6 separate regions of the Mus musculus genome follow, and regions 2, 3, 4, 5 and 6 are each linked to region 1. A link is a contact called in public HiCAR-type, HiChIP or PLAC-seq and promoter capture Hi-C data. All regions are on one chromosome and are shown on one strand. Each heading gives the region's core, a stretch centred on a gene start, on an enhancer-like site or on the middle of the called end of the contact. The rest is flanking DNA. Distances are from core to core; before and after follow the strand shown. Region 1 holds the start of Sgo2a (shugoshin 2A). Region 2 holds the start of Cyp20a1 (cytochrome P450, family 20, subfamily a, polypeptide 1). Region 3 holds the start of Boll (boule homolog, RNA binding protein). Region 4 holds the start of Plcl1 (phospholipase C-like 1). Region 5 holds the start of Coq10b (coenzyme Q10B). Region 6 holds the start of Mars2 (methionine-tRNA synthetase 2 (mitochondrial)).

Region 1 (4,061 bases), core at 1,103-3,602:
AGCTGAGAGCCACAGAGAGGAAAGAGCAAACAGAAAAAGTACCAGCTAACAAAGTAGTCATTTTAGTAGTTTTCTATATTTGCTAAAATAAGGTAGGTACTTACTTAATATTTTTGCTTTGATCTTTGAAGCAAGAGAAACATTCAAATTTGTCTTTGCAATTCTGCCCTTCACTCGTCTCTGAATTCCAGAGGTAACAGTGTCAACTTTTATCCCTGGGTACTCCATTTCTGAAGTGAAAGGAAAAGAAAAGATGGGGTGGGGTGGGAGACCAGCATAGTACTGAGTGATAAGAGAAAAAAACTGGTAACGATCCATTCCAAAGCCCAACCACCATGACTTACAATACACTGTCGACATAATGTATTTGCAAAGCCCTTTACATAAAGATCTTAAAATACGAACTTAGAGAATCAGGAGAATTAGTGAATTCCAAAAAGGTAAATACTTTTGTTTTTCTATTCAAACCTATATTATATCACCATGCCTAGTGGACACAATGGGCTACCAGCAGAAGACAGGATAGGGTCCCTGCTGTCATGGAAAGAAAAGTCCAGTGTGACACAGACACTGTTGTTACTATGCAAAAGTATAACCTTAGATAGGCAAGTGGACCTTCATGGAAGCACAAAAGAAATGACTCACTCAAGGGGCGGAAGAGGGCTTGGAAAGAGAGGAAATTACAAGCTTAAGTCTAGATTTATGGTCTACACTGGTTAACAATGTAATAGAATTGGAAATAAATAATTAGTATGACAAGAACAATGACTTTAACACACAAGACATTAAAGAAGTGCTAATGCTAACTGGGCAGAGAAAACAGATCAGAAAAAGCTTCACTGAGGTGCAGGTGGCGATGCTGGGCTATGTGCTCGAATGGGGTCAACGCCCCAAACCTATATTCCCGCCACAAGCCACTCTGCTCCTTGCTCTGAGTCCACAGAACAATCTCAGTGTTCCTTTTATGTCCATCACAAAAATCCCTAGATTCCACAAGATTCCTCATTATCTTTACCTTCCTCACCCTAACTGCCCTCCAACTCTTCCCAACCCGGAAGCGGTCCTATAGTAGGCTACAAAGTGACCTAGTCAGGTACCTGCAATTCTCAATCTATACATAGTCTGCAGATCTAGTATAAGGATCCAATGAAAAGATTCTTATTTATCTAGGCATCCCTAACGCCATCACAAACATCTTCACGGAGAAGAGCAGAGATTAGGGTAATGCTGACAGGCAGAAGTTTCTATTAAATGTGTTTTCTGCTGAACTCTTAGTGCCTGGCACATAGCAGCTCCTTGGATAAACATTTCTAATAGAAATATATATGAACACATGAAAGAACTTCTCAGTAGAAAAAAAATCTGCCCAATGTTGAAATGGTCATGTTTGAAAGCATTGAGCAGATGTGGAAAGCTGTTAAGCAAATGACCGAGAAGATGGTTGGGGGCGGGGGGCGAATTTCTGCAACGGGGAGGAAGTTCACTAGGAACGTTTCAACAGTAAAGTTCAACTGTTCTAAAGTTTCGCCCCCCCCCCCCACCAAAAACAAACAAACAAACCATAAAACCGCAGGGAAGCTGGTAGGCTAATTGCAGGTTTTCACCTCACAATCTGAGCAGGGAAACAAGGAGGCTAGCTGCAGATCTTCAACTTTCCCTCCAGTCCAATCCCCCGTCTCATCCACAGCCCTGTGGCAGACCTTCTACTGTGACCTCTTCTCATTCTTTGATCCCACTTCTGAGGGGGGCGGGAATAAACAGATCCTGATGACACACCCTGCTTTCCTCCCTCCTGTGGACCCCCATGCCACGCCCTAGCATATAGCACATCTCCATTTCTAAGTGTCAGCTCCCAATACCCAGATCCCGGCCAAGCTATTAGTTCTCTGTTCGAAACAAGCCTGGCAGAAGCCCTACCCTGGAGATGCGTGTAGGTGCATCCTTACCTACACGAAAGCAGCCGTTTCAGACCTGGTCACAAGGACCTAGATCCCTTTCCCTCCAGGTACTGACCTGAAAACTAGTGGCGACCCCTCGCCCAGCTGGGAGCTCAAAGTCAGAACAGAGGTTACCGCCCCGATCCGAAGGCGGCTCCGCGTCCCGGCTCCGCGTCCCGGCCCTGCAAGCCGACGCGCGGCGGCGAGGACTGAGGCGCCAGGAGTGGCTACCGAGAAGGGTTCCGGCTTCGCAGGCCTTGCTGGCCGCGCTGGCCTCGTCCACGCCTACCAGCGACCCCTTCAGCTGTGGGTGCCCACACTTGCCAGGGAAGCGCGACAATCCGCGAAGACCAGGATTCAGGTTTAAACTGCGCGGCAGTTAGCGTTTATGCTCCAGCCAATCAGATTCCGAGAAGGCGGCGCAAAGATGCGCTGCCACCCGGAAGTGGAAGACGGAAGGGGCGGGACGTACTGGAGAGGGTCGAGTGGGCGTGGCTGGGTGAGCCGGGCGGGCTGCAGCGAGCGTGAAAAGGTTCTCCTTGCCTCTCTGAGCTTCTGGTAGCCATTTCCACCAGCCCTGACAGAGAGGGCCATTCACCACGGATAAAGGGACACTCTGAGGGTTGGCAGGCACCTCTAGTCCTTCGCAGGGCTTTGTGTTGTTCACTGTGTGATTATTTGTCTGCATCCAGTTTCTGCATTCTTGCCTTCCAATTGTGATCCTTGCTTCTTTACACTTCACTTAAAAGCCTTTCTCAATTTTGCACTTGGAAGTGCTGCAATGATACTCCATTTTAGCAGAGTACACAGAGTGGCATTTTAAACTATTTCAACTATATTTTAAAATGTGTTAGTCTTATTTTTCAAGTCAGTTTGGTTCTTTTTACAAAAGGTTAATAATAATATATATATGTAGAATTTCGAGAAACGATATTTTAAAAAACTGCTCTGTTCCATCATATTAAAAATACAAATAGAAGCCAGGCAGTGATGGTGCATACCTTTAATACCAGCACTTGGGAACCTTTAATACCAGCACTTGGGAGGCAGAGGCAGGCAAATTTCTGAGTTCGAGGCCAGTCTTGTCTACAGAGTGAGTTCCAGGACAGCCAGGGCTACACAGAGAAACCCTGTCTTGAAAAACCTAAATAAATAAATAAATACTACAAATATGGCATTTAGAGGTCATGAGCATTTGTTGCAAAGGACCCAGGTTTAGTTATCAGCACTCACATGGTGGCTCACAGCCATCTGTAACTCCAATTCTGGGGAATCTTATGTCCTCTTCTGGCCTCTGCAGGCACCAGATATGCATATGGTGTACATACATACATGCATGCGTACATTCGGGCAAAATATACATATAAAATAATAAATCTTTTAAAAAGAACCTTGTCATCCCTAGGTGGGGCAGTCTCTGGATGGCCTTTCCTTCATTCTCTGCTCCACACTTTGCCTCTGTATTTCCTCCTGTGAGTAGCCTGTTTCCCCTGCTAAGAAGCACTGGAGCACTTTGGTCTTCCTTCTTCTTGAGCTTCATGTGGTCTGTGAATTGTATCTTGGGTATTCTGAGCTTCTGGGCTAATATCTACTTGTCAGTGAGTGTGTACCATGTGTGATCTTTTGTGACTGGGTTACCTCACTCAGGTTTTCTAGTTCCATCCATTTGTCTAAGAATTTCATGAAGTCATTGTTTTTAAATAGCTGAGTAGTGCTCTGTTGTAGAAATGTACCACATTTTCTGTTCCTCGGTTGAAAGACATCTGGGTTCTTTCCAGCTTCTGGCTATTATTATATTATGATATACATTATAATATTACATATAATATATCATAATATTATACATATGTGTGTACAGATATATCATAATATATATATATGAACATAGTGGAGCATCTTATGTGTTAGAGCATCTTCTGGGTATATACCCAGGAGTGGTATAGCTGGGTCTTCAGGTAGTACTATGTCCAATTTTCTGAGGAACTGCCAGACTGATTTCCAAAGTGCTTGTACCAGCTCGCAATCCTACCAACAAGGAGAAGTGTTCCTCTTTCTCCACATCCTCACCAGCATCTGCTGTCACCTGAGTTTTTAATCTTAGCCATTCTGACTGCTGTGGGGTGG
Region 2 (3,988 bases), core at 280-2,779, 2.3 Mb before region 1:
TAACCCCACCCTTGCCTCAGCCCCATAATTACAGTCCGTTCTTAACACAGTAGCGGGACGACTATCAGAAAACTTTACTAATAATATTAGGATTGTTCTGAAGTGGGGTCTCACAACATTCATTGCCCAAGATGGCTTCAAGCTTACAATCCTCCCACCAGAGCTCCCAGAGTGTCTGGGAATTAGACACGGCCAGCCTGCAAATTAAAGTTCTCCTTTAAAGCTGAAAATCCCTTGATTCCAAGATTTGCATTTTTTAAAAGGAATGAATTGAAGACATTTTTTTGCCACATATATTTTTAATTTTTTTTCTAGTATACAAATTTTAAAATTTAAGACAAGGGCTCATGTGATCCAGACTGGCCTAGAACTCAGGTCCATTTTGGAAGAAACCCTTGAACTCTCCTGCCTCCACCATCCAAGTGCTATGATTACAGGCCCAACACAGCATTCCCAGTTTTCCTTTAAACTAAAATAGCCACTTATCCATTGAAATCCTCCAGTAGAACGCAGACTTAAAAGTCCTTTGAATAGCTTTTCAGCCATTTACACCCATCTGTCTTCCCGGTCTGGTTTTACATTCGCTCCAGTTGGCTAGGACACAGTCCTCTTATTCTTGAAAGGCCTGAGCTCTCAACTTCTTCATATCAGTGTTTTGTTTCTCAGGAGTTCAGGTATGTGGTTTCTATATTAGTCTAATCAACCACTAACTCAGAACAGGACACTTCTAAGGGGCATCTCCATCACCATTCATCTACCCGGGGCTGTTCACTACCTTTCCACTTTTCCATAAATCCACCACACTTTGTACATACATATTCTTTTAAAGACAGGGTTTGATGTAGTCCAGGGTGAGCTTTGAGCTCCCACCCCATCCTCCTCACCCCGGGCTGGGATTACAGATGTATGCAACGCCCAGCTTTATACAATACACTTTAAGGAAGTTCCTTAACAGTAACTCCGGAGTTTTGAGAGGTTCCCCTCTGAAAAGGACAGGTGGACAAAGTTTGGGTTGGGGAGCTCAGCTCGCCCATTCCAACAACGGTGCCGGGGCATATGCAGGGGGATGCTAGGAAAAGATGGAAGGAGTTTCTCCCCTGATGTAGAAGCAAATGGGATTGGGGCTCGAAGAAGTCAATGTCTCCAAAGTCACCCAAGGTAATGAATTGATCGCCACCTCCCAAAACCCGTCCGGGACAGGGAGAATGAGGGACCCGCCCAGGACCACAGCTCAGCGACCACAGCACTCATGCGCACGGGGAACGCACGCCGGGGCGGAGCCACGTGGCTCTTCCGCAAGCGCTCCCGGCCGACCGCCCGCCCAGGTCCTCGCGGCGCAGGCGCACCCCCGAAACCCGAGTTGGGAGTTACCGGGTAGAGGTACAGCACCGCTCCCACCAGCGCCAGCAGGAACGTCACGGCGAAGATGGCGAAGTCCAGCATGCTTCCTCTCGCCCGCCCGCGCGGTCCTCGGCCGTGAGCTCCGTGGTGGCGCCCGCAGCTGGGGAGGGAGGTGGCCTCAGGCGGTCGGCGAATAGGAGCCGCGGTCGCCCCGCCACGCCCGTGCTGGGCGTCACCCTTGGTCTGCTGGCGACTCACAGGCCACAAGGAAACCTCCAGGCCCGGGTCCCACCCTGGCCTGGCTAGAATCAAGCTGCGTGCGACACCAGTCCGCTTGCACAAAGTAGACTTAAGTACATTTAAGTAGGACTCACAACCGAAGCCAGTCTCACCTGGACACCTGCATGCATGGCTGAAGAGCTAGGCACCGTTAGATGCTCCTTATTGCTCAAAAGCGCTCCAGTGAACGTGGCTGGTTTCTGTGTTTTGACAGGATCTGACTATGTATCCCTGTCTAGATTGGAACTATGTAGACCAGGCTGGCCTCTGACTAATAGATGCCTTCCTGGTGCTGGAATTAAAGGCGTTAGCCACGGTAGCAGACATTGGGTAGGATTTCTGGCCACGGTGGCAGACAGTGGGTAGGATTTCTGTTACTGATAATTTGCAATAAATTCCTTGAATTTAGCAAGCTCCATTTTCTTCTATGGAAAACTGAAAACCAGAGGCTGGGGAGGTAGATTGCTTTTCTAGTACAAAGTTCTGGCTTCAGTCCCCAGCACCACATAAACCTGGCTGGTTGGCACACATTTGTAATCCCAGCGTCAGAAGGTGGAGGCAAGAAAATCAAGTGTTTAGTCATTTCCAACTACATAACCAATTCCTAGGTTACCTGAGCTCCTGCCTCATTAAATCAAAATCAATTCATTCAAAATAATACCATATAGAGTAGCCAGTGGAGGGTACTATTGGGCGTTCTAGGAAGCACTGAGCACTGGCAAAGCAATGTTGTGTGCTTATGTTTTTCAAACATTGCTTGGTCAGAGCATTACTGTAATTTGAGATCCTTCTGTTCTATCCAACTCAGAAATTTTAACATGGGTTAGTATAAGGTAAAGCCTGATACTTATTGGCACTACATTTAGTGAAAGCATCCTAAAACAATTTATAGATTTTATAGCTTGAATATCAAATTTTCTTGATACCGTTTGGCATGTCATTTGGAATTGCAGTTAGAGCTCCTGTAATGACTACTGCTTAAGAAGGAATCATACCTCACTGAAAACATGCCATATCTTTTTGAAGCTGTAACAATACTTCCACTCAAGATTTCGTCGATTGGAAATCACATTTTTTCCTGTCTTGGGACAAAGCTGTCTACATTGCTCAAGTTGGCCTCAAACGTTTGATTTTGTCTTAGTTTACAAGTCGCTAAAATTTTAGGCATGGGCCACCTCACACAGCAAGAGCTGTGCTTTTAACTCTGAATGTATTTCAAACTGCCCTGAGTGTTTCAAGGGTTTGTTTTTTAAATCGGTTTTAAAGACATTTCTCATCAAAATGATGGCCCACATCAACAGCAGATAAAAATTTGAAATATACAGTGTAGCTACATAACATTAATGATTTACTTATTCTATGTATATGAGTGCTTTATTTGCATGTACACCTGCATGTCAGAAGAAGCCGTCAGATTTCATTACAGATGGTTGTGAGCCACCATGTGGTTGCTGGGAATTGAACTCTGGACTGCAGGAAGAGCAGCTAGTTTAGTGCTCTTAACCACTGAGCCATCTCTCCAGCACCATAGCTATATAACTTTAGGTACCACTTTCTCAAGGTATCTGGTCCTCAACCTTCCCAGTCCCAAATCAAAATCATGCCTGGTACCTGCCTGGTACTGCTCCAGCACTGAGTCCCCCCCCCCACCCCCACCCCCCAACCTGGGTTTTTTAGTCCTAAGTTAGCTCTCAGCCTGGCACCCTCTGGACTTTTCAGTACCCACAGAGGCAGGCCCCAGTGTTTCAGAAATGGAGTCTAAAACTAGACATGAGGATAAGTGTAGATCAGCAGCGGAGCCTTGCTTAGCCTTGGTTCTGGGACTTCTTCTTTCCTAGCTCCACAGAACACCAGAGACAAATAGACAGCAACCAATCTACCTCTTCTTTCTTTAAACTTTAAAAGTAATTTAATAACTATATATAGTGTACATTCACATGTTTTTATATTTAATACCCAAAATTTTTGTCTTGACTTCAACAGGTTAAACTTTTGACACTGTAAATATTCACATATTACAAAGTGTTGCTTCGGGGCTGGTGAGATGGCTCAGAGGTTAAGAGCACAGACTGCTCTTCTTAGGTCTTGAGCTCAAATCCCAGCAACCACATGGTGGCTCACAACCATCCCTAACAAGATCTGACGCCCTCTTCTGGAGTGACTTAAGACAGCTACAACGTACTCACATATAATAAAATAAAATAAATCTTTAAAAAAAAAAAAGGAAAAGAAAGTGTTGCTTCTTTTACAAAAATATAATTTAAATGTAATTCATATTGTAAGCATGTCAGAATCAGAAACACATATGGACAAGTCTATATCTTTATTTACACAGTGCCAGAATTTGTTGAATAACAATAAACTCACA
Region 3 (4,309 bases), core at 1,040-3,539, 2.6 Mb after region 1:
TGGAATGTATTTAGCCCAGCATTGGGTACATAGAAAGGTCTGAGACCCTTCCCTCCCATTTCCTGCCAAGACAGCATTCCCAGCCTTAATTATGGCCATTCCTGGCCCTGTAGACCCTCAATGTATATTAACATTCCCACAGTGTTTTCATCACAGCTCACACATCTTTTGTTTGTATTTTATTTTAAGCATGTTTAGGTATAATTATCATTTGTACAAATTGGTCTTTTCTCCCTTTCTAATTTATTTATTTTGATGATATCTTATGTTACCCAGACTGGTCTCAAACTGTGGGCTCAAGTGATCCTCCTGCCTCAGCCTCACAGGCAATTGGGAATACAGTCACACACAACCATCCCTGGCTTCTCCAACATTCAGATGTCTTGAGGACTTGTTGAGGTTTGGTTTGTTGCTATGTACTGTAATACTAAATACCGGCTATGGTTGACTCAGGGACAAGAGATGCTTTATGGCCTTACTCTTTGATTTAAAACTACTGGCTGAATAAGGATGCTGACAGCCTATAGATAGGAAGAAGAGAGGTAGGTGGGGTTTCAATTCTTGGGCTTGGGGTTGGAGAAGGAATATGAGTATGAAGGAGAGAGAGAGATAAGACAGCATGAGGTATGTGAATCATGAAAACATGGTCATGAGGGCTGGTCATTTGGAGCTAAGAGCTATCCAAATGAAACATGGCAAGCTATAACTTGGGATATTTGATAGGGAAGTGGATACTAATACCGTAGAGGGTATTAGTAACTGCCCAGCTCTAGTATATAAGGTTTGTCATAAATGTAAAGAGTTTTCGTCTTTTATCTGGGAACTGAATGATCATAGTTGGAGAAGAGACCCCAGTTGAGTTTAAATATTTTGGCAACAAGGACTAATGTCTGAACTTTGCCTTCCAGCAGCATATCCCATTATGAGCATAAGAACTGTACTGTCTACTAAGTTGATCCAATATAATTTTGTGTGATTCAGCCAAGTATTTTTTAAGTTCCTTTTGGATAAGAAGTAAAAGAGGAGCTGAACTGAGGAGTGTAGCTATCTTCCCTAACACAGTCACTGTTCCCTCAAGTTTGTTCATTATGTCAGACCAAGTATTTCCTGTGACAAGTGGCCTTTTTAGAAGATGCTCCCTTCAAAAGTAACTATTCTAGTAGGAAAGAAAAAGACTTCAGAAGAAAAGAGCACTAATCAAATAATAATCAAATCCTTAGTTACAACTGGAGGGATAGAATGCCCAAAAATCAATTCTAGAATATGTACTTAAATCTGAATACACATCTGTGTATTATTCCTTTTCCACAGAAACTCAAACCTGAGAAAATGAGTTTAAATTGTATGCAGAAAAGTATTCCAACTGCTAGGATGCTTCTACAATTAACAAAAATTGTTTCCCATCTTATTTTTGGTAAATAACTAAGCTTTTGGATATTTATTCTTGATAACTAACCTTTGGACATATTAACATTAATATTGTTGCTGCTTACTCTGAGGACAAGTTATGTAACTTTTTACAGTTGCTGATACTGATCTGATGGCTTAAAGCCCTTAAAAGCCAGCCCATTGAGATGAAGAATCGGGGTTGCAGAGCGCTAGGGTTAAAGCTACAGCTTTAGACTTTGACCCAAGTATTTAGCCACCTATTTACAGTAGAAATGACCATAAAGCACTGCACCGGAAACAAGATATGTGTATGATGGATAGTTGCTTATAATAATGACAGTCCTTATTACATGAATTTATCTAACAGAAATTACATACTACTTAAGAGAGAAGGTAGGCTCTCAGGCACTTTTTAAAAAGTCCTTGCAAAGGAGTCTTTGAACGGAGTTCCCAAAGCTATGGGGCCAAGTCTAATGAAGCTGGTTCCCTTCCCTTAGGCTCTCTCCTACTTTTATTTTATTTGCTTGTTTGTTCTTTTATGGGAGAGTGGGGGTGGGAGGGAGAGAGGGAGGGAGGGAGGGAGGGAGGGAGGGAGGGAGGGAGGGAGGGAGACAAGGTCTCACTGTGTAGCCCTTAAACTAACTATCCTTGAACTCGGTATATAGACCAAGCTGACCCTGAACTCAGAAATCCTCCTACTCTGCCTCCCAAGTGCTGAGATGAAATATGCATTATTAGCCAGGAGCGCAGGGCAGCTAGCCTACCAGGGGCCTGAACTGCGCTGCCCCGCCCTCCCTGGCAGGGATGAGTGACAGCGACAGCGACAGGTGCTGAGAGCAGAGGCGTCCGCTGCTTCTGTGTGTGGCGCCCGGAAGGGGGAGCAGAGTTTGCACGTGGGAACTTGTCTTCCTGTCTTCGAGCCAGCTTTCGGAAGTCCCCAGAGGCCACTCTCTGTAGTAGACCCTAGAGGTCGGCCCTCCAGGGCAGGGAAGGCTCGCCGCTCTTGCCTTCCGCGGCGCGTTCCCCTCCGCTCGCAGTGCTCGCGTCCGTCCGTCCAGCCGTCCGTCCTGCCGCCGCTGGCAGTCGCGGTGCGCGCCGTCCGTGCCGCCGCCCCGGCGGCCCCGGGACTTGCGCACAGCGCCACCGCCACCGCCGCCGCGCAGCCCGCCTCCCCCGCCCCCACAGGGCAGCTCGCCCGGCTCGGAGACTGCGCCACTGCAGCCGCCGCCGTCGCCGCCAGGGGGAGCGAGTCCCCGACGGGAGACGCGCCGGCTCGCTTCCTGCGAACGCGCCTTCCAACTTGAGCTTCCCGCGAACTCCGGAGATTAGAAAGATGGAGACCGAGTCCCGGGCGGTGAGTGCTGAGGGCCGGCCGGACTCTGCGCGGCCCGGCTTCGGACGGGCTGGAAAGAGTGGACTTTGGAGTCGAAAGCCTTGCTGTGGGGTTGGGAAGGAACGCGCCGCGGGAGGGCAGCGGGCAGCCCCGCTGAGGAGAGCGGCCCCTCGGGCTGTGTGAGAAGGGGCGCTGGGGGTGGGGGAGGCGGCGCTGGCCCTCGGTGGGGCGGACGGGCAGCTCGGGGGAAACGGCCATCGGCCAAACATGCCTAGCGAGCGGCCGCCCTCAAGTGTTCCCGCCCGGACGGCGGCGCCCTCGACGGCTCGCCCTTTTCAGGACACGTTCTCGCGGGCACGAGTTGCGCGGCCGTCGTCGACGCCCCGACCCGGGGCAAGGCCTGAGCCCGGGAAGGCCTGAGCTACGCGCGCTGCCCTGTCAGGCCTGGGCCCGGCTGGGGCCTAGGGGCCCCCACCGCCCCCGCCCTCCCAGTGCAGCCTGGTAACGTGCCGCGCCCCGCCCCGTGCCCGGCCGCCAGCCAATCAGCATGCGCCCACGCAAGGCCGCGGCCCCGCCTTGCACGAGGCGGCCAGCGCGTGGTAGGTGCCGTTGAGGGTTCCCGCCACCGCTGCTGGCGGGTTTGCCTGACAAAATTTCTCGCTGGCTGGCCTTCTTTTCCCTCCCGCACTTTGGTGGGGAGGGGGGAGACCCTCGTGTCGGTGTCCCGGTCCACGATGACCCGAGAGAACCCGAGGACGTTGTCAATCCGGCCATTTGCCCCATCGCCTCAGCCTGCTGGCCTCCGAGGGGAAGGAGCACCGAGGCGGTGACTGCGACGGTTAGCCCACCTCTTCCTTTGTCTTTGCAAAGATGATCCATCTCGAGGTCGAGGTTAAGCCTCAGAGGAGACGGCACTAGGGCCATGTTACCTTGGAAGAGCATCTTAAGAAACTCGTTGGTGGTCGAGCTTTACGGGGAAGCAGAGGGTCCAGACTAAGGATCCTGGAGCAGGCAGCCTCCTAGCTCCATGCTTTCAAATGGTTGACAGTGGGAGGTTCCCTCTCCTCAAATTCAGTGCTAACCTCGAAGGAACTTGATGTTACCTCTGTCAGAGCCTTGTTGCCTCTAACCATAAAATGGGTTCTAGAATGTTACTGATACTTCGGTCCTTACCCAAATGTTGACCAAGTACCAAGCAGGTCTCTCCTGAAACCTGGTTTATACAGTCAACAGATAGATAGGCACTGAACACTTGCTATGCGATGTTTCTGTTTTGCATGTCGCAGTGAGTTAAAAAAAAAATAGGCAAGCATCCTGTCTTCATGAATATTACAGCATAGTAATATATTACAGGTATATATGTGGTATCTTAGAAAATAAGAAAGAAAGCCATAACATCCACACTGGAGCCTTAAAAACAGGGACTGAAGTGATTTGGTTGTTTTAAAATCATTTTCTCAGTGTTTGAGGTCTCTTCACTTGGGACTGATTTCATCCACCTCTCACAGGAAAATGGAGTCTTCTTACTTAAACTTGAAAACAAACTAGTACTTCCATTGAACTCCTTTGTTTTTACAGAATTTTGTG
Region 4 (4,126 bases), core at 1,166-3,665, 2.6 Mb after region 1:
TCCATTAAATAGAGAAAAATGTAATATTCTACTGTCTTCCTTCTGTCACAAAAACAAACTTCAAACAAAGCAAAAGAGGTGCTATTACTCACAAAAACCCTTATGATAATATAAACCACATGCCAATCATATAATGTAAGGGTGGGGCTTATTTATTTTGAGACCAGGTATGTTCAGGGGGTTAGGTTTGAAATAAGGATCCTCCTGTGTCAGCTTCTTGAGTGCTGAGTCCCAAGCTTCCATTTGAGCACAACCCTTGGATTTCAGTAGCACCCCAGGCAGCTCAGAGCAATTTCGGAGAGGTAAACTTGCTGCAAGAATCTGCATAGTCCTTAGACCTTGTGACTTGTGCTTTTCACAACATTATAAAGAACCACTGCTTTTATCGTAATGTATTTTAAACTACAATGACTATTTGCATACACGCAGGTCCACATATTGTAATCCAGATGTATCTGTTTCCTAATTATGATACTTGCCAGACAATACGATTTCTGACTTGTAGTATTAACGAAGGCCATTTCTCCTTTATCCAAATTCACATTCAGAATATAAGTCTCTTTGCGCGTTATGGAAAAGCACAGATAAACAAACAAACTACTACAGGATATTTTAAATTACCATCCACTTTTAACATAGAAGTCTCCCTGTACCTTTTTAATTTCCATGTGTCCATGCTGGAGAAAAATCATAGATAGTGCCTGGAGATAGGTGAATGTGGGCACAAACACTGGTGCTGCTAGCGTGGGAAAGAAGACACGCATTACATCGCGATTGCTTGGTTTAAACCTAAGCAAGCTTTCTGAATGTATGAGCCTATCCAGAAAGAATAATAGGTGGCTCCTAGACCTTTTGCTGTCGCCTGTGGTGTACTGTGTTTATCACAGATGGGTGGACATTCACACTGACTGCTTTACCAAGATCAGCTTTAATCTCACATGTACGTAGTATTCACATAGATCTATGCTAGGAAGCCCTATTCCAGGGCTCTTACCTGAAAAGATTACTCCAAAGTCATGCACCCAAAAGATGAACTTTCGAACATGGGAAACAAGTTCAAAGTGGAAGACAGAAATAAATAAATAGGGCGAAGAAAGGTTTACAATTCCTTGGCAGATGGATAAAGGCAAATCCTCTGGGGGTGCTAGGGGAGTCTGGGAACGTTTTCCCGGATGTGTGTTTTCTGCAGCGCAAAACCTCTAAGCTCTTCCTTCATCCTTTCTATGCTGCAGCGTCCGCTGCAAACTCTGCCTGCCTATCTGCAAAGTTCAGGCGTTTCAGGATTTCAGAACCATTTCTGTATGGGGGAGATTTCCCACACACAATTAAAAGTAAGCTGTGCTTTGCCTTTGCTGTTCGGGAAAGCTAGCTCTCCGCTGGAGAATGCACAGCCAGCCCGCAGGTCTCTGCATTTATCCCAAGTTCACCCTTCCTCCTCCCATCCACCGGTTAGTGAGAAAATGAGGGAAAGCATCCATCAAACCGCAGAAGCGCAGAGAACTTTTCCTCCGCTGTCAGAGAGGAAGTCACTTCTGCTTCTCAAGGCCAACAGCTGATTCTGGGAACCTCCGGACTAGGCAGGAAGGTTTGGCGATGAAGGAGGTGGGAGAAAACAATGCCCAGCCTGCGACGCCTAGGGCAATGAACATCCTGCCCAGGGGCTGGAGGGGGGATGTCCCCTACCCACCCGGCACCCATACCAGGCTCTGGGCCGCTGCTGCTCCGCTTACCTTGATGATGCTGCTACGCCGGGGGGTCGCTCGTGCAGCCTCCAGGAGGCCGGCCTCGCTATCCGCGGGGACCCCCGCAGCGCCCGGCAGCGCGACCCCACTGCGACGGTCCCTCATCCGGCCCCCCAAGGCCGGGGGTGGGGCGTCCCCTGAGGCAGCGTCGGCGCCGGCTCGGGGGTCGTCTTCGCCCCCGGCAACGTCGAGAGGCGCCGGAGCCTCCCTGCTAGCCGCGCCCTCAGCCATAGCCAAGCACGTTTTAGGCTCCCGGCGAGACAGCACGACCGCCAGCGGCGTCCAGCCCCGGGCACGGGTGCGCTCAGGCACCAGAAGGAAACCCCGCTAGACTTTGTTTTAGCGCGCCACGGCCGCTGCAGTGGCAGCCACAACTTTGTAGAAAGGAGACATCGCTCCGGCAGAGGCGTCCTCGGGCTGTGGTCCAGGAGGTCAGCGGGCCGGCGCGGACGGGCGGCGGGGGCGGGGAGAAGATGTGAGCGGGAGGGAGAAGCAGGCGAAAAGCAGCGGGAGGTACTGGAGACGCGAGGCGAGCGCCGGCTCTGTGCAGACAAAAGGCAGTGGGCGCCGGAGCCAGGAGCCTCGGAGCCGGGACGTGCGCGGCCGGAGCGGCGACTGCGGATCGGCCACCAGCCACCTGCCCGCCGACCGCAGCACGGCGGCCCCAGGAAGTGCGGCGGCGGGGCGGCCTCCACTCCGCTCGCCTGTGACAGGGAGGGAAGACTTGTTTTGACAGCCCGTGGGGATTGGCAGGCTCCCCGGCCTCTCAGGAGCCGAGGCTCACCGAGGGGGTTCGGGCCGACCAATCCTCACCGCGGAGGGGTGTGCCCGAGCGCGAAGAATGGAATGTGTTCTGTTGCTCGGAGCCTGCCCAGCCCAGCTGGCCCCGGTACTAGGCGAGGATGCGCGCGCCAGTGTGCGCACCCACAGGCACTCAGAGTACATTTTAGGAAGTTTAGAAAGGAGACGAAAGCGGCCTGAAGGTTCAAGAAATGGGACGCGGGTGGGGTGGTTTGCGGGCGGCAGTGAGATGACGGAGGAAACACTGCAAAACAGCAAATCTGGAATAAAGAAGATGTTGAGCGAGAAGGTTAGAGTGTTTGGAGGGGTGTAGTAGTGACACTTGGCACAGCCAAGGGTCAATCACTGGCTCTCCTGCCAATCCTTAGAAGTGAAGTCCACGCACTAGGACCCTGGAGTTCCACAGTTTGTCTCGGGTTCTATGAGCGGATTCTACATTCACTCAGTAATCTGAGTCAATACAACAAGGAGTTGGGTTTAAGGGGTAGGTAGGGTAAGAGGAAGCAGAGCAACGAAAACCCTGGGAACGCCGCCGAATGAAACACAGAGATGATGGAAGCCACATAGCGACAAGGTCATTGGCAGGTTTAGTCTCTACCCTAAACCGTTCTCGACGAGGGTCCAGCCTCCTTTCTACATATAATTCTAAATCATTACATTTTGCTCCTTCCACCAAGCTAGTAACCAAGAGGAGAGCAGGGATTCGGTAGCATTAATCACACCATGAGCAAATGTAGACAATGGCTCTAAGGTCCCTGGAGAGTTGGACGACGTACTGAATCTCACTTAGATCATTAAATGCATTTAAATTACTAATTATTTCATAATTCAAGATTTTACTTCTTCCTTACGTGGCCAATAGCACCAAGAAATTTTTCAGCCCTTCAGGGCCAGAAATTTATTAAAATTCTAGCATTTTAAGGATGAGCTGGGGTGTTAGGAGTCATCTAGGGCAGCTCTTTTATTTAACAGAGGAAATGAAAGCCCAAGGACCTTGTCTACTGACTGGTTAGTACAGACACTAAAATCAGATCTGCTACCCAGTTCCTTCCAAGCTCTCTTCACTTTTTTTATCTGGCTCCCCTGGGGCTACAACCAGTCAAAATTGGATGGGGCTCTTGGGAGAATTCACATTTGACATTTACCATCTCCTAGGGAAGACTGGAAAGACTTGACTTTACCTTTTCTTTAAATATACGTGCAACCCAGAAATGAGTGTCCTCTAGATGAGAGGCCAGCTCTGGTTTTAGAAGCAACACTGCCCTCTAGTGAGATGTTGAGAACTACAACCGAAATAGCAAGCGCTTCTTCTCATAACTGTTACATAGAAAATATATTTTGTCCTCAGAAGTATAGCCAATTTTAGGCTACTGTTTTTCTGATGCTCTCTCATTATTACACCTAACTTTGTCTTTTACAGATGTCAGGGTGTCTGCTTTCTGATACTTTTGTCAACTTGCCACTTGTGAGCTGTCCTTTGAAGACTGTAAAGCTGCAGATATCTCCCTCGTCATTTTCCTATATGAGTCTTATATACCAGTGTTTCCTATCCTACAGGCTTGTGTGCCTTTATATCCATATAT
Region 5 (4,173 bases), core at 743-3,242, 2.9 Mb after region 1:
GGATCTCTGCCTGTTCCAGGCCAGTCAGGGCTACACCATGGGACTCTTGTCTCTTAAAAAAAAAAAAAAAATGTTGCTCACAGGCAGAACATTTGCCTACCATGCATAAGGCCCTGAATTCCTGCCAGAAGAAAGACACACAAAAATTACTAAGATGCCTGTTCCTAAAGAGAAGAACTTAGAGTCAAGTTGAGTGGGAAATTTATATACAATACCAGGTTTTGTAACAAATTCATACATTGGTTTCTTAAGCCCCACAAGATACCCTTACCTAATCCTGATCATACTCCTAAGAAAACCACATATGCTTAAAACAAATTAACAGGTTTCCTGATCAGTATGCCTATTTGGTTATACTGCTCTGGGCAATACATCTATTTCACACACTATTAAGCGTTAGGGGTTGAGAGCTCAATGATAGAGCTGGTTGACATGTTCATGGCCCTGGGTTAGATCCAGCACCTCTCCCTTCAACTGCCCCATACAACTAGCTACATACACAGTCAAGCTAACAAGTGAGTACTGTAACATATTGAAAACAGACTTTGTAATCACTAATATTCCAAAACTACTCTCTCAAATAACATATTACATTAAAGGCCAGAACACAAGATAATGTAATACTTTTATGCATTTATATACCATTTTTGTTGCCTTTTTTTTTTTTAGATCCAGTCACTTGGTATTTCCCAGGCTGAGGCTGGTATGGACTTTCTGAGCATGAGCCTCGGACCATAAGCAGCAAAGCAACATTTAATCAGTAATATAAGCAGTATGTCCTGCTTGAAAAGCTATCTTTTGAGGATAAACTACCCGATTTCACAGTTTCAACATGTTTGTGTAAGATTTGGAGATGAAGCATGGCTGCTAGTTTCTGTTTGTTTTTGAGACAAATCTTACCTTGTAGCTCTGGCTGATATGCAACTAGCTACACAGACCAGGCTGGCCTCCAAAGCACCAGACCTGGCCTCTTGGCTGACATTTTAAAGTCTTCATTCAACCAAAATGTTCTGAAACCCAGGCAAGAGTTGGACTTTCTCCTCTGTAATGTATACATATTGATTCATCTCAAATACCAATTTTCTTTTCTTTTGGTCCTGAGACAGGGGCTCACTTTGTAGTTCGGGTTGGCCTTGAACCCACCGCGATACTTACTTGACTTTATTGCTAAAATTACAGGTGTGAGCCGCCACTCTGAGTTAATTTTAATTTTTGAGAATACTTTATTACAGTCTTATTTGTAATAGAAAACTGCATTGTAGACTTATAGTGTCCTTCAGGTCTCTAGGTTCATCTCCACCTAAAGGACCAAGCAGGAAAACCGAGGACAGAGCCATCTTCAAGGTTACAGGACCTCAAAGTTACAGTGTAGTGAAAAAAACAACAGGTCCTCTTTGTTGGCTGTGTTTCATTTTGCAAGCGCTGAGTGGCCGGGGTCAAAGAACTCCACAGCAAGTGAGAGAGCGTCTGACAAGCGGTTCACCGCCAGGACACGCACTCCCACGGCCCGGGAGCCGGCGCTCTCGGGCGCAGTTAAACTTTCCCGACGGCCGCCGCCCACCTCTTGGAGACCGGAAGGGCGGGAGCCGGAGACCCGGCTGCTTGTCCGTCCTCCCACGGCCGTCTCGTCGCTGACTCACCCCGATAATATGAGGTGCACGCAGACCAGCCGGCCGAGCGCCGCGCCCCGGGTCTCCGGAGCCGACTAGGGTCAGCGCCCCGGCCACAGGCCCGTCCCGAACCCGCCGCCCGGAAAACCTCCGCTCGCTACCTGACGTCGCGCGCAGACCCCCGCGCCGGGGCTTCCGTCACGGTGGTCGACTTCGGATGGCACCCCGATGCCACCCTCGCCAGGGCCCTCTGACTGGTCCGAGCTGCCATGATCATCTTTGTGAAGCCGGTAGCCAACGCGGGCACCCGGAACGAGGCGCCGCCCTCAGGCCGGCCTGGAGGGACGGCTCCTGCGCCTCTCAGCCAATCCGGGAGCCCTCTGAGCAGCTGGACACGCCTCTTCCCACTAAGTCCCTCCCAACCCCATGACGCCACGCTGACGCTAGGCTGACGCACGTGTCCAGTGCCGCCTCGGGACAGCCAATCGGGGCGCGGATCTCCGGGACACGCTCTGCTCCTGCCAGGAGTCTGCCACTTATGTAATCTTCGTGACGAACTCCTGGGTTCACCTACGGTCCGGGTTTTTTCCTGGAGCTATTTGGGGTCGAGTCTCGAGGCTCGGCTCGTGAGGGCCGCCCTGCCGGGGGAGGAAAGCCCAGGAGCTGGCTAATTATGTAACTGCCTCCCACACCCACCCCACCCAGCGCTGGCCCAGCGTGTTTTCGCTCCTGCTGCCGAGCCTGGCAGATTTTACTGTGTATTGACGATCTCAAACGGTACCTGCTGTGCTGACCCTGAGGTGTTGTTCAGAGAGCAACTTCGGGTCATACCGCCCCGAACAGGCCCAGTGACCTGTCAGTTCTAGCTGCCTTCTTCATACGTGGCCAAGATATGGTGTAGTGTTGCCTTTATGATCCAGGTTTTTCTCATTCTATACAAAGCAACAATTTTGCTTGCCACATTCAGGGATTGGATGAGGTCCTGACTTACATATAAGGGAGGGGCACACGTAACAAACGCATATGTGAAGGTCAGAGTCTTCCCATGTGGGTCTAAGGAATAAGAACTCACTTAACAGGCTTGCATAGCGATTGTTTTTTTTTAAATGATTAGCCATCTCACTGACTCTAATACAGTTTTTTAAAAAATAGAATTATATTTTATTACTATATGAATGTACGTGTGTGATGTGTGTTTGGCTTATGAAAGTCAGACGGCACATTTGTGAAGTCACCTCTTCACCTTCCATCTTTATGTGGGTTCCTGGAGATTCAATTTGAGTCATCAGACTTGCACAGCAAGTTCTACCCAGTAGGCCATCCTGCCTGCTGCATTTGGTTAGCAGAGCTTGAGGAATAAATGAGATTGTTGGTTAAACATAGGCAATAATATATTTTGAAAGACTTACTAGATGTTGGAGGTGTGAATGAGTCTGTCTCCTCACATAGCTCATATTCCAAAAGGGAAGATAGAACTAATGTGTACTGCATTATCGGGTAATTATGTGACTTGTATGTGGTGGTTTGAATATGCTTAGCCCATGGGAAGTGGTACTATTAGGAAGTGTAGCATTGTTGGAGTAGGTTTGGGCTTGTTGGAGGAGGTGAGTCACTGTAGGAGTGAGCTTTGAGGTCCAAAGCTTAAGCTTTGGCCAGAGCAGAAGAGACCCTCCTCCTGGCTGCCTGGAAAAGGGCATCTCTTCCCACCTGCTTCTGAGTCAAGATGTAGAACTCTTGGCTTCTCCAGGACATGTTTGACTGTACACTGTCATGCTTCGTGCCGTGATAATGGACAGAACCTCTGAAATCAGCCTCAATTAAATGTTGTCCTTTATAAAAAGTTGCTTTGGTCATGGTGTCTCTTCATACCAATAGAAACCCTAAGATGTGGAGAAAAAAAAAAAAAGAGTAGAGCACAGTGTGCTGTGCCTGTAATCCTGGCACTAGAGATACTGAAAGAAAAACTACCCAGGCTAGATTGAACTGCACAGGGAGATGCTTAAAAACATTGAAAATGAAATGATGATGTAGCTGGAGAGATAGTTCAACAACTAAGAGCTGCTATTGCAGGGGAGACCAGTTCCATTGCCAGAATTGATGTTAGGCAGCTCACAACATCAGTAACAGTTCGAGGATATCTGTTAACCTCTCCTGTTCTCTGCAGGCACTGACACACACACACACACACACACACACACACACTAAGGGTAAGGACTAGGGAGGTCTCTCAAGATAAAGGTGCTTTTGGCTAAGCCTGACAACACATGCTATAAATTCTTAAAAGCTTTACAAATAAAAATTAATCTTTACTTAAATCCCAGCACTCAGGAGGCAGAGGCAGGCATATCTGTGTGAGTTTGAGGCCAGCTCAGTTTAAAGAATGAGTTCCAACACAGCAAGGGCTACACCAAGACACCCTGTCTGGAAAAACACTAAATAGATAAATAAGTAAATATTTTAAAATCACTGTAAGAAGAAGGAAAGAGAAGAAAAAAACATTAAATAAATAAATTAGGTGGGTTGCTGTTTTTATTCGTTTATCCTGATTTATACAAAGCCTCTC
Region 6 (3,992 bases), core at 1,432-3,931, 2.8 Mb after region 1:
ATGTATCCTGGTTGACCAAAAATAATCATGAGGTAAATTATGTATGTGGATAAGAAATAATATAAAGAATACAACCCTTTTGAGGGCTTTATAGATGAACATGTAACTGTTACTATTATCTGTAGTACAGTGTACCTCAAGAGCTTTTTAGTTTTTTAATATAAACCTGTCATATTTACTTATATCCTATTGTACATGTCACTTTAATAGTTTTAAAATTAGAATTCTAGTGTCCTTCTGTTGTAAAAATATCAGTGTTTCCAAAGTTATCCTTTAAGAACAGTACAATTCTAAAATTCTGTGAATTAAACAGCTGAAAATAATTCTGTCTTCTGAAAGGACACTCTCAAGGAGCTCAATGTGTGCGAGCAGAGCCATCTACTGGATGGAGTGTAGTATTACAAAGCACAACTGCTGGGTTGACATGGGTAAAAGTCTAGGACACTAGTTCCTAAAGTTCAAAAAAAAAAAAACCTCTTTAACAGGAGACTCTGTTTAACAAAGTAGGGCTGACATGTAAAAACAGAGCAGGGACTTCCAACCCTAGATTTAGTTGAAGAAGGGGCTGTGTTAAATTAGCCTGGGGAGCAGAAGCCCTGACCCTGGGTTGGGAGAAGGTGCAATGAGAAGGAAGTGTCAGCATCTTCCATCCTTCTCTTGGAGACATTGGTGAGCAAGAACAGTGATTAATGGCACTGAGAAATGAAAAGGACTGGGTTAGAGAGACCTGAATCGTTCTGTTCATAAGGACATAGTTTATGTGCTCATTTGATACATACTCTTTAAGCATGACTTTACTTAAAAACGCAAAAAGAATACATTTGATCTTTTACTACCAGTCAGTAAGAGCTGAGTTCCTAGGTCCTGTGGGCTTTCACTAGCCGAGTCCTAGATTGGTCCAGTCTAGGAAACAAAAGCCCAGTGTCAGGTCCCAACTTTCTCCCCTCAAAGGGGCATGGGTGTCCATAGAATCGAGGTAGGAAGTAGAGCTCTCCAAGGCCTCTCTCTGTGGTAGAGACTCCCAGTCTTGACAGCAGTTTATCTGCTAAGTTTGGAGTAACAGGCTGAAGCAAAGTTCCAAACACTCGCAAGCACTCCAAGGCTACGTGAAGCACGGTACCCAGCCAGGGAGCATCCTCAGGGCTCTCCCAGTTCAATTTCCATGGTGCGTGCCTTTGGACGAAACCATTAGTTTGCCGAACACAGCTGGATACCGCCTCCAGAGCCTTATAGATCTGAAAGTCATTATAATAGCCCGCTACCAGTTTGGGTAAAGTGGCCACTGCAGTTACAAGCGCATAGTCTTCTGCCTGCACACGAACTGACGGCCCCGTTAACCCTGGCTCACTGGGGAAACAGGCAGCACAGAAAGATGGGTAGGTTCCAGAAGGATTTATTCTGTAGGCAGTGCACCGGTTTAAAAGCCCTCCTAAGGCATCTGCCAGCTCGGAGTCCAGCAATTTAACCACCTTTTCATCATAGTAATCGCAGTCCCAATTGGGAACGCCCTGCCGAAGGAGAAAGTAGCGAAAGCCATCCACAGTATAGCGATCAAGGCAAGTCCTGGGATCCACCACGTTGCCCAAGCTTTTGGACATTTTTTGGCCACTCACCGTCCAGTGCGAGTGGACATAGATGCGATGTGGTGGCCTCAATCCTGCCCCTAGGAGAAGGGCAGGCCAATAAATAGCATGAAATTTGAGAATGTCCTTACCTATGATATGAGAGGTGGCTGGCCACCAAGACTTGAAATCTGCATCTGGGTAGCCAACTACAGTGAGGTAGTTGACCAGGGCATCCAGCCACACGTAGATGGTCTGCGAGTCGTCCCCGGGAACTGGTATGCCCCAGTGCAGATGGCTACTCCTTCGAGAAACGGACAAGTCGGGCAGCTCCTCCTCCAGCCACTGAAGAACTGCCTGGTGGAACGGTTCCGGTGTGATTGCCTGAGGATTGTTTCCAAGCCACCGCTGGAGTGGTTCTCGAAACTGAGAAAGCTTGAAAATGTAATTTTCTTCCTTCGTCCAGGAGACAGGATGTCCGCTCTCGAGAGACACGGGACAGGGATCCCCGGACGGACCCACCTGCCGAGTAACCTTGGCCTCCGGCAAGAAGCACTCATCCGAGGCACAATACCACCCTTCATAGATCCCTTTGTAAAGCAGACCCCGGGCCTCCAGCACACCCCAGAAATGCTGCACCGCTACTCGGTGCCGAGCCTCCGTGGTGCGGATGAAGTCCGTGGAAGAGATGTCAGCCTCCCGGAAAAGCTGCAAAAACTGGGCAGACACTCGATCGCACAGCTCGATCGGGGCCAAGCCGGCGGTGGCTGCCGCCTGCTGGATCTTCAGGCCGTGCTCATCCGTGCCGGTGGAAAACCGCGTGGACGCAGAGCCGGGAACTCGGAGACGACGGTGGCGGCACAGGGCGTCGGCCAGTAGCGCCGAGTACAGGTGCCCGATGTGCGGCGCGGCGTTCACGTAGAAGATAGGTGTGGTGAAGTAGGCCCGCGCTTCCCCGGCGTCGCCACTAGCGCTCGGCGAGCACGAACCGTAGCGGCGACAGCCGCGGCCGAACCGGGTGCGCGTCAACACCCAGCGAGCACACTGCCGCAGCATGGTGACAGCCGGCCCCAGCACTGGAGGCGGTGTTCCCGAGCACGGGAAAGGGCGCGTGCGCAGCTGGACGGTACCGCCGCTTCCGGCGCGGAAGCCAATGAACGGCAAGCGTTGACTCCTGCGGCCCCGCCCGCAACTCCCCCGCCTCCACCGGTTTCCTGCAGCGCGCAGGGGCGGGTGGCCGGCGGGAGTTTTTGAGTAGTCGGCTAGTGGGTTCCGTGTCAGGGCAGTTGGGGAAAGAAGAGCGTATCCCGGGTGTTGTGCAGTTTTACTCTTTGAGATCTGTTCTGGATCTGAACTGAACTGATCGGTTCTGGACTGAACTTGTTGGCAAGATTTTTATATTGAGGTATTTTCCAAACTCATTAACTGTCAAAGCAGGGCACAAATCCGGCCTCTTGGTATCCTCTAGTCAACATAGAAAAACCATTTAAGGTTTGTCTCAGAATCTAAATAAATCTGAAAGAAAGGAAAATAATTTCACAAAGCGCTTTAAGGAACGATAAGCACTGGCAGAAAAGGAAATGACGTGTCTGAACATGTTGCTGAGCCTTAAGGATTGATTTGAGAACTCATCCAGGGACTGGAGTGCGGAGTCACAGGTGTGCAGATAAGGAAACATTAACTTTCAGCTTTATTGTACAAAACAAGTCACAATTTTCTCCTCTAATAGTCTTGAAATTCTTCCAAGACTGAGCTTTGAGAATGAAATCCTAATTTTTAGCAGGAGAGAATTTTAAAATCCCAAATTTTTATTATTAATCCTTGGCTCACTGCATATTTTCTCATCCACAACTGGCCTCCCCACCCCCATTTAATTTAAACAGTGTATATATGCACATACTAAAATGAGATTGGAACACCTATAAACCCTCACCCAACCTAAGTACTGTTAGTGATTCTCAAAGAATGGTCCCCAAAGCAGCATGAGACACACCAGGAACTTAGACATCTGAGGCCCATTCCCTACCTGCTGAGGCAGAAACTGGGATCTCAGACCAGCAATCTAAGCTTTACTTAGCTCACCAATGGACTGTGGTGCACATTAGTGTTTAAGTTAGAGATGAGCTGCAGTTGAGATCTGTGCGCTGTGTCCTTCCCTCTCTTCCAAGAGTAATAGTGCCCTGAGGGTTTGGTTTTTGTTTTTGGTTTGTTTGGGTTTTTTTTTGTTTTGTTGAGTTTTTTGTTTGTTTGTTTGTGTTTTATTTTTTTGGGTTTTTTTTGGGGTTTTTTTTTGTTTTGAGACAGGGTTTCTCTGTCTAGCCCTGGCTGTCCTGAAACTCACTGTGTAGACCAGGTTGGCCTTGAACTCAGAAATCTGCCTGCCTCTGCATCCCAGGTGCTGGGATTAAAGGCGTGCACCATCCACTGTGT

The links. Promoter capture Hi-C pulls out the DNA fragments that hold promoters and counts their contacts. HiCAR-type assays count read pairs that join an accessible place to other places. HiChIP or PLAC-seq counts read pairs in DNA pulled down with a chosen protein or histone mark.
Region 2: a contact with region 1 is called in a promoter capture Hi-C map of pre-B cells, with 5 times the contacts expected there. The contact joins the promoter of Cyp20a1 here to the promoter of Sgo2a in region 1. A contact is called at or near these places in 2 of 39 promoter capture datasets (liver and pre-B cells).
Region 3: a promoter capture Hi-C map of pre-B cells shows a contact between it and region 1, with 4 times the contacts expected there. The contact joins the promoter of Boll here to the promoter of Sgo2a in region 1. A contact is called at or near these places in 3 of 39 promoter capture datasets (hippocampal neurons, liver and pre-B cells).
Region 4: an H3K4me3 HiChIP or PLAC-seq map of embryonic forebrain shows a contact between it and region 1, with 13 times the contacts expected there. The contact joins the promoter of Plcl1 here to the promoter of Sgo2a in region 1. A contact is called at or near these places in 1 of 39 promoter capture datasets (pre-B cells) and 2 of 115 datasets of contacts at active chromatin or transcription factors (astrocytes and embryonic forebrain).
Region 5: a contact with region 1 is called in an H3K27ac HiChIP or PLAC-seq map of embryonic stem cells, with 5 times the contacts expected there. The contact joins the promoter of Coq10b here to the promoter of Sgo2a in region 1. A contact is called at or near these places in 1 of 39 promoter capture datasets (hippocampal neurons) and 2 of 115 datasets of contacts at active chromatin or transcription factors (astrocytes and embryonic stem cells).
Region 6: a contact with region 1 is called in a HiCAR-type map of astrocytes, with 7 times the contacts expected there. The contact joins the promoter of Mars2 here to the promoter of Sgo2a in region 1. A contact is called at or near these places in 5 of 39 promoter capture datasets (the 3T3-L1 cell line, erythroid cells, hippocampal neurons and 2 more) and 3 of 115 datasets of contacts at active chromatin or transcription factors (astrocytes, embryonic forebrain and stem cell-derived neural progenitor cells).

Annotation. Positions count from the first base shown.
Region 1 is chr1:57,994,265-57,998,325 of GRCm38.p6, reverse strand. Sgo2a (shugoshin 2A) reads right to left here and starts at 2,352. Exons shown (of 9, transcript NM_199007.2): 1 at 2,014-2,352; 2 at 105-230. The coding sequence starts at 228.
Region 2 is chr1:60,340,841-60,344,828 of GRCm38.p6, reverse strand. It overlaps Cyp20a1 (cytochrome P450, family 20, subfamily a, polypeptide 1), which reads right to left and starts at 1,529. Exons shown (of 13, transcript NM_030013.3): 1 at 1,372-1,529. The coding sequence starts at 1,443.
Region 3 is chr1:55,361,733-55,366,041 of GRCm38.p6, reverse strand. It overlaps Boll (boule homolog, RNA binding protein), which reads left to right and starts at 2,289. Exons shown (of 11, transcript NM_001368767.1): 1 at 2,289-2,743. The coding sequence starts at 2,723.
Region 4 is chr1:55,404,235-55,408,360 of GRCm38.p6, reverse strand. It overlaps Plcl1 (phospholipase C-like 1), which reads right to left and starts at 2,415. Exons shown (of 6, transcript NM_001114663.1): 1 at 1,731-2,415. The coding sequence starts at 1,973. It also overlaps the pseudogene Gm8531.
Region 5 is chr1:55,050,589-55,054,761 of GRCm38.p6, reverse strand. Coq10b (coenzyme Q10B) reads right to left here and starts at 1,992. Exons shown (of 5, transcript NM_001039710.1): 1 at 1,772-1,992. The coding sequence starts at 1,887.
Region 6 is chr1:55,235,866-55,239,857 of GRCm38.p6, reverse strand. Mars2 (methionine-tRNA synthetase 2 (mitochondrial)) reads right to left here and starts at 2,681. Exons shown (of 1, transcript NM_175439.3): 1 at 1-2,681. The coding sequence starts at 2,618. The coding sequence ends at 858.